Linked DNA regions of Mus musculus: region 2 is linked to region 1. A link is a contact called in public promoter capture Hi-C data. All regions are on one chromosome and are shown on one strand. The core of a region is the stretch at or near the end of the contact, and the rest is flanking DNA. Distances in the headings are between cores, read along the strand shown.

What was found. Promoter capture Hi-C pulls out the DNA fragments that hold promoters and counts their contacts.
Region 2: a contact with region 1 is called in a promoter capture Hi-C map of cranial neural crest. The contact joins the promoter of Calcrl here to the enhancer-like site in region 1. A contact is called at or near these places in 1 of 39 promoter capture datasets (cranial neural crest), 3 of 484 Hi-C or Micro-C datasets (cardiomyocytes, embryonic stem cells and neural progenitor cells) and 2 of 9 other capture datasets (adipose tissue and liver).

The regions. Positions count from the first base shown.
Region 1 is chr2:77,923,146-77,927,594 of GRCm38.p6, reverse strand. It overlaps Cwc22 (CWC22 spliceosome-associated protein), which reads left to right. Exons shown (of 20, transcript NM_001362658.1): 6 at 259-387; 7 at 2,940-3,108; 8 at 3,402-3,455. Among named protein-coding and RNA genes, the nearest start is that of Cwc22, 21 kb to the left of the region's middle. Within about 2 kb of position 1,829, at least 14 of the 459 cell types and tissues checked have an H3K27ac peak or open chromatin away from gene starts, as enhancers often do.
Region 2 is chr2:84,423,524-84,427,676 of GRCm38.p6, reverse strand. Calcrl (calcitonin receptor-like) reads left to right here and starts at 2,411. Exons shown (of 16, transcript NM_018782.2): 1 at 2,411-2,607.

The DNA.
Region 1 (4,449 bases), core at 580-3,079:
GGCTCTGGTTTCCTACAGAGATGTAATTACAAAAATCACAGGTTCTTAAAGAGCTTTAAAAGACCTTGGGCATTATTAAGTGTAATACATCTAATCGAGGCTGAAATGCCCAAATGGAAGTTTAAAGCAGCCCAGCCTTATAGCTTTCAGCTGGGCAGCTCCCAGCTATCTGCTTAAACAGAAGGTCTTTCAGATGCTCAAGACAGCATGTCAGTTCCAAGGTCCCATGTGACGGTCCCTTCTTTTGGTATTTTTTAGCTTAGCATATCAGAGGATGAGCTGGGAGGCTCTGAAGAAATCCATCAATGGTCTCATCAACAAGGTCAACATCTCTAATATAAGCATTATTATCCAAGAGCTCCTTCAAGAGAACATTGTCAGAGGGAGGTAAGTAGCCAGAACCTTGTATATTTCATAGTAACTCATTGAAAGAAGCATAATGTCTCTGAACAGTAAGCATTGATTTGTTATGCTACTTCATTTTAAAGGTTTTTGTGAATGTTTATTTGAAATACAGTTCTTTTTAAATGTAGGCTGTTAAATAACTTAAACCATGTTGTTCAAGAGTAATAAACCAGTGCTTTTGGAGATTTGCTATCATGCCATAGTTTTGCGTGGATATTTATTGAATGTCTCCAATAATTTAAATCCATGAGGCATAACAATTATTAAAATATGCTATTTCAAACCACTTTATTTTTTTTTAATTGGCATAAAATCTTTATAAATTTTTTAGTAACAGTGTGCTACTTTAATATGTATATTCTGTGTTGTCATGTGTCAGGATTTCTTTAATTTTTTTTAATGCTGAGTGGCATTCCATTGTGTAAATGACATTCCCTGTCTGTCATTGACATGGCACTCACTCCCTTTGGCTCTTGTGGGTAATGGTGTGGGGGTGTGCGGTGTAGCTCAGAGGCTTAGTCTTCCCTGCTGGCTGCACTGCTGCGCATTCCTGTTCACAGTCCCTGTGTGCTTCCTGTTCTCTGCCTCCTTGGAAACGCTCACCTTTGGTTATTTTTATGGCAGCCATTATTTAGGTATGAGACGATACATCGTGTGCCTTGACTCTGTATTCGTCTGATAGGTGATGCTTCATGTCAGCATGTCTGTATCGTCTTGAAATGTCTAGTTAGATGTTTTGTCAGGCTTTGAAACTAATGTTTTATTACTTTGGCAGATATTTTGGATATTAGCTCCTTAAGAGATAAACGGCTTGCAGATCCTTTCTCCCATCTGTATTTGTCTCTTGGCTTCTTGCATGGTTTCTAGCACTGTCCAGAGCCTTTTAGATCAGTGCAGTGCCATTTGTCAAGTTTTCTTGGGTTATTTAGTTCTGTTTAGAAATGTGTCAATCCAGGCAGATATTGTCAAGCTTCCCTCCTGGAAGTTGTACAGATTCTGTTTGTTAATCAGTTTAGATTGCTTTGTGTGTGTTGCGTAAGATTAAAGTATGTTTTTATTTCTCTGCATGTTGGCATCTGGCTTTCCTATCACTTTGGAACACATTGCCTTTATGTCAAAATACAATTAAATAAAAATGTATGAATTTATCTCTAGGTGTTTTGTTCTGTTCTCTGTTGGTTTCTATTAAGCTTTATGGCAGTACCATGCTGTTTTTATTACTATGTCTTTGTGTAGTAGTAAGTTTTAAATCAAGTAAAAGGTGTCTCTTGCTTTTTCTTTCTTTCCTGAAGATTTTTTTTTTTTTTTTTTGGCTATTTGTATTTTTTATACTCTTAATTTTAAGAGCTTTTTTTCTTCTGGAAAATGCCACTAGAACTTGGATGGGTGGGTACTCCATTGAACTTGGGTAGTTTAATGAACAGCATAGCTTGTTCCTGACCCTGCAGGCAGAGTTCCCAGCATCGCTGCCGAGATGGTGTCACCTTTCGGTTTGTTATTTTGTCCTTTATTCCAGTTCACGTTCTAATTAGAGCAGAGTGAGAAGGGGGTGGCTGGGGAAGATGAGCAAGAAATGTGAAGAAAAATGAAGGGAATCATCATGTTTTATTTGAATTCCAGCAGCTGGTGGTGTTTTTGTTTTTTTTTTGTTTTGTTTTGTTTTAAAGATTAAAGAAATGGAAATAAATATCACATATCTCTTAGTTTTCAATCTGAGTGCTGTCATGTGTGATTTCACATTACCTTGATTATACTCATTGAAAACTAGGACTAAGCTCAGGGAACCGTGTTTTGGGGAACAGAAGGTTGGCCTGGAGCCTGCCACTGTCCTTGGAGATAGCAGAGCTCTGTTCCCTTCACCTGGAAAACAGGCCAGGCAGGCATAGACAAGTGGCCTGCCTGGCTTCCGTCTTAATCCAGGTTCACTTTCTTCTTGCAGCTCAGGAATTCTCACTCTCTTTCTTACACATAAAGAGTGAGCGACTCTACCACTGTGTTGTCTGTCACTTCATCTTAGGTCACCCGTGTCCTTACCTTTGTGCCGCTAAACCTACACCAACAGAAGGAAACAGCTCAGAGCTGTGTCCCAGCACAGTTATTGTATGTTAAGTGATGGACTCATGTCAGAAACTTTATGCTGTGTACATTTTATACTCGTCAAGCAACTTGTTTTTAATGCCACTATTTTTTGGTTTTAGTTTATTTAAAATATTTTTCATACAGTATATTTCAATCATGTTTTTCTCTGCCCTGATCCTTTAAATCTGATTAGATGAAATGTGAATAGAAAAACAGTAACTTTATTTAGAGAGAAATTTTTGAAAAAAATTACCTCATTTTATTTTACAATTTTATTTTCATAAAAGCATTTTTTAAAATTGATTACCAAGATGTACTCTTTTCCTAGGAAATGAAGTAAAGATTTAATTCCGAATGGGCTTTTACTATTCATGATTAGAAAATAGTTTTTCTTGATTTGACATATTTTTTTAAATTGCTTGTTTGACTATTGACTTTTGCTGTATTTTGAATAGAGGATTGCTGTCCAGATCTGTTCTGCAAGCCCAGAGTGCGTCTCCAATCTTCACTCACGTTTATGCAGCTTTGGTGGCAATAATCAACTCAAAATTCCCACAGATTGGAGAATTGATCCTCAAGAGACTAATTCTTAATTTTCGGAAAGGCTATCGAAGGAACGATAAGGTGTGTATGAGTGGCTTATAAGTAGATTGTCGCATGAGGTTGTTCCAGTAAGCCAGCCTCTATAAAAGTGAGCGTGCTGACTTCACGTGTAAACTGCTCAGTCTGCTAAATATCCTCTGGCCACTTCGATGATGGCTGCCTGTGTACTTCTTCTACTTTAGCTTTCATAGCTACTTCATGTCACTATTCCTGCATGAAAATGATTCCCTGTGTTCCCTTGTAAAGAGCATATTATTGATACAGGAAGACTGATGACAGTTGATGGGTTAACTGTCTTTACTTTGATTTTTCAGCAACTTTGCCTGACTGCTTCAAAATTTGTGGCACATCTTATTAACCAAAATGTGGTAAGTAATTATCCTTAAAGCCTGATCAAGCTTAGTGGGATAAGGCCATGGCCTTGACCCCATTTCCTTTTGTCACTGTTTGATCATCTTGGGTGCGATTTGAAATGTGTTTTAAATGCACCTGATATTCTTGTATAGAGAAAATCTATATGTTATAAGGTATTTTGTTAGACTGATATGGCTCAATACTGTGTGTGCTCACTGAGCCACTTAGGAGCACTGGCTGCTCTTTCAGAGGACCTGAGTAAAATTCCCAGCGCCTACATAGCAGCTCACAACTGTAACTCCAATTCCAAGGGATCTAACACCATTATACAGAGATATACACACAGGCAAAATACCAGTGCACATGAAATAAAAAATAAATCATTAAACAGTGATAACGAGTACATCAGTAGTCATGCATATCTTTTAGTTTTTTGTTTATTCACTTGTTCAGTGTTTTTGTTGGTTATTAAATGCTGTATTGACTTCTCTGTGGGTATGTGTCCTGTTGCATGGCACCAACTGCAGTGCTCAGCCTAACACATGAGCCAGTGTGTGAACACATTGCAGGGCCCACTGCGGTTCATCCCTGACCCATCTCATCAGCAAATGGGTTTGCTTGTTGAGGTCTTCCTCCCTCCTTCCCTTGCCCCCTCCCCCTTCCTTCTTTATCTTCAGGATGGTTACAAGCTCACTGTGACATCAAGGATGACCTTGAAGTTCTGATCCTCCTGCCTTTGCGTTCTAAGTGTTTGGACTGTAGCCATGAGCCACTATGTCCAGTTGATGCAGTATCGAGGATCGATCCCAGGGCTTCCTGCATGCTAGGCGAGCATTCTGCCAACTAAGCTGTATCCTCGGCCCCGTTAATTCATTATAACGGTACCTATGCATTCCCTAAATATAGCATATAGGGAGTTTTTATAATGGTTCCATTTTATTATTTTTAGAGATAAAAAATTGAGGTAGATTCATTTATATAATTTTGTTAGGTTTTGCTTAGCCCTGA
Region 2 (4,153 bases), core at 1,162-3,661, 6.5 Mb before region 1:
TGTAAAACACACGTAGAATACATAAGACTGAATGAATGTACTAACAATACCCCATTGGCTCGGAATCACCTGATTTTTGGAAACAGTTTCATTTAGCTTTACCATAGCTATCCAAACATTTGTGTCATACTAAAGCACACACTTGAGAAGTTTCTTCAATCTTTTCACTTGTTTCTACATGTCTCAGCACAGTCCAGCTTCCCCAAAGTCCTTATAGCATGTATTCATATTTTTTTCATGTTCATAACGTGGTAACTTTTAATGACCTTATTATTGGGAAGTATGTTTACTTTTCTTTCTATGAAAGACACATGTATGATACTAACAAGAATTATCCAGACTCTTCATGCACCACAGCCATAAACCTACATACACAACCAATAATTTATACTAAACACTACAGGTTGTATTAAATTTCCCATTTACAACAGCACCATGTATATCTATTATACAGGAGAATGATTGCCGGCTTGTGATCTTTCAGGCATCATCTAAAAGAACGAACCCCTTTACTTACTAAGACTCTGCTGTGTTTGAACAAATCCAATGAGTGAATCAAAAACATGTTAATGCTTTAATACTTACTGGAAATGTATGTAGCTTTGTATACACCAGTCTGTGTCTCAGAGGTCAGATATTCTTAGAAATGGATACAGGAGCATATATGATGATCATTTAGAAGTTAAAATCTAGTATTTGTTTTGCCTGAACTTTAAGCTGTAAACATCATACTTAAAAGTTCTGTCAGTATTGTCCCAGTGAGTATAAACATCTGCAAGGGGACATGATTACTCTCTACTGCTTTCCTCCTGAGCCCCTGTGCAACATGCGACTCCACATCAGAACTCTGTGGTTTCACCCAAGAATGTGTTTTACTGTTTTTCTGATTAATGAGTTATTATTTTAGGAGGCAGTAGTGATTTATAATGCTGACTTTTCACCCCATGAGCTGAAGGAAACAGCACAGGAAAATATAATTCAACAGTTCCCTATAGAAAGCAAAACTAAAGTGTCCACAAAGTAACTTCCCAGTTTATCGCCGTCTCTTAAAACTACATTGTGTAGTTCAGCTTCTTACACAGACTTTCCATTTTCAGTGATGGAGATGGTCAATTATGTCCCATATTTCTAAACGGATGCATCCTATTCTATATCCATATACAGAATTAAAGATTCTGCAATAAATCTCCTCCATGGATCAAGATAGGAAACATTTAAAAATGGCGGTGTCTTTCAGGAACACGATATCCAGAGATTCTGCACCCTGTGTCTTTAGTGCGGTTCCTCATCTGCTAGGACTTTGAGCTCCTCATCTGCTACTTGGTTGTAGTAGCTTCGCTATTCGTCTGTTCCTCCAAGGTGAAGCAGCAAGATTGTAGTAGCTAGTTAGAACTTGCCATTTTCTAAATGTTATAAAATATGTTGATTCAAAGTTTAAACAGACAAATTATATTATTTTATCCATCCTTTCCAGTTTATACGTGAGACATTTGATGCAAAGATCATGTGACTTTTAGTGCTGTCTGGCTTCAGGAGTTATGATTATTGCCAAATCTCATAATTTATCATATTATATAAAACTAACAAGTATATTTCAGGTTTATAGGCTTTTTTTCCTGATCATACGCAATGATTTCTTACTTTATGATATAATTATGTTTAGAGGGAAAACTTTTTTTTAAATTGAAGTTCATTTATTGTATGAAATTATTTCATAGTATCATGTTAAACTAAAGCCACCTTTCCTTGAAGGTTATTTTGAGGTACAACTAGTATAATGTTTAGATTATATAAAATGATATAATTATGTCAGATATTTAAAAGTATGTACAATGATTTCATACTCTATACACAGTCTGGCTTTACAGGACATACAACTCAGGAACTCCTAGAAAGGACAGCCCGAAGCCTGTTCATCTTCTCATGCAAAACTGGTTGTGGAGTTGCATCAGATATTAGTGCTCAAAATTGAGTCCGAATTAGTAATTCTGATGCTCAAAATTCCATGCACATTTAAGAAAAAAAGATGTGACTGATAAATTGTTCCTGGTTGTTCTGTGAACCTTAATTCGACACACACCCACACTCCTAACTCCTTTGATTCTTTTACACCAAGATCGCCTTCAAATCCCAGGCAGCAAGTTCTAACAGAACTCAGTCTAGGTGAAAGGCAGCCAGCTTTTGCTGGTAACAATGTGTTCATACAGCAAAGGATCTCTGTCTGTTCAGGCTGCTTCTTGCTCTTGTCAGAGTGAGAAGGGAGTTGCTGCTCCTTTCCTGGGGTAAGCTATTTGAGAAAGAAAGTAACCTAACACTAAGTGCAGGCGGGGCGGGGTGATGTAACAGGAAGCTGTGATGTTTCCCTTCTGCTGCTGATCGCTTACAATCTGACAACACTCCCCATCTACTCAGAACAAGCCCTCTCTTCGCAGCGTGCACTTCTGCCTTAGGACCGGCGGGCTCTGTTGCCTGGACCTCACGCTGCCTGCAGGACCACATTGCAAAGCTTTCCACACCTCGCCTCCGGGAAACTCTTGTGCAGTATCTCAGAAAATCAAACTCCCTCCTGAGACTATTCCCACAGAATTTCCTTAGGAGCTGTGCCAGGTAAGTGTATTATTCAAAATAAACGTATGTATTCTCAGCACTATTCTTAAGTATTATGACAATGTTTCTAACAAGAATTTAGTAAGTGGCATTGAAATAATGTTGAAACCGCTTCATTTAGTCTACAAAGGGATACTAGAGAGTCTTACTCCAGAATGCATACAAAATGTACTACTAGTGCATAAGAGTATTTACAGTGATACTTTAGAAAATAAATTTACCAATTATTAACGATGTGAGCGGGCTATAAGGCAAGTTTCTGAACAAATACCTTAATCAGGAAACAATGCCTTTTTAAAGTTAGTTGTACTACCAGCTCAAGTCCTGACAGCTGGAAAACATTTGCACCCCAGGAAGGGTCTTTAAATTTTCCACATAATCAGTATTCTAAGGAAGGGATGGCAGAAGACTATGGGGTTCCAGAGTCTTCCTGTGTGGCTGAACACAAAGTTGGATTAAGAAGAAAAGCCACCGGCTTGGACTTCTGTTTGCTTTCCGCTTCTTTTGACATTTACACCTCTAACTAGGGAACCAATGGAATTTTCATTGTTCTTTGTTGCTAGATTTGTGTAAATACCCCATTTTTGGTTTTCCTTTGTTTTTGTTGTTGTTTGTATTGGGTTTTTTTCTTTTGGGGGGGGTGTTCATGAATTGTCTCCACTGTATTAAGATCATGGGTGTCTTACAAATAAGGTAAGGGGAAAACAAAAACAAGACAAAACAAACAAACAAACAAACAAAAAACCCAACCAACAACCAACCAACCATAAACCCCACAACTGCCCAGGGTTAAGAAAATGTAGTGATTTCTACATTACTTCATGGTTTTTAAACTCTTAAGCTTAGAGTTGTGTTACTTCAATTATACTGGAAACTTGTGGGGGAAGAGTGTGAAAGGAGTCTCCATAAATACATAAACAGAGGCACGATAAGCAAGTGGATTAGCTCATTAAGCAGAGGAATTAAATTAGATTTTCAGCTATGATGCTGAGATGAAGCAGCTGCAGGTCTCTCTTGCCACAGTACAGACTGTCCTGAGAATCTAAGGAGCTAGTGCCTACTTAACAAGTGGCTGTCAGAGCGGCATCACAGGTTATTGCTAAGGAATGGGAGATATCAGTTTTGGATTAAAATTGTGCTTATTAGCATAATTTATTAAATTCTACGTTTTCTTACTTAAGTGAAATATAAGCTGCAAGATGCCTTTCAATGCTAGCATTCTGAGCTCAATTTCTAGTAGTCTGGCAAATAAACAAAATATTACAAACTCATCCTGAGTAACTCCTCAGTGATTTTTGGCTCAGTTTCCACATGTTTTTCAATGTAATTGAAACATTAATTTGTACACTTGTAATTTTTAAAAGCTTTGCGGCTGATTTATGTTTTTATTTTATTTTTATTTATACTACCGAGTTCCCTGATGTATAAAAACAGACAAGGTGAGTTTAAGATAGGACTTGTTACAAATAGTCATTAAATAACTGGAGAAAGAAGCGAAATCAGCACATTAAATAACCCAGTGTCATTCATAGGAACAGAAGTTGAA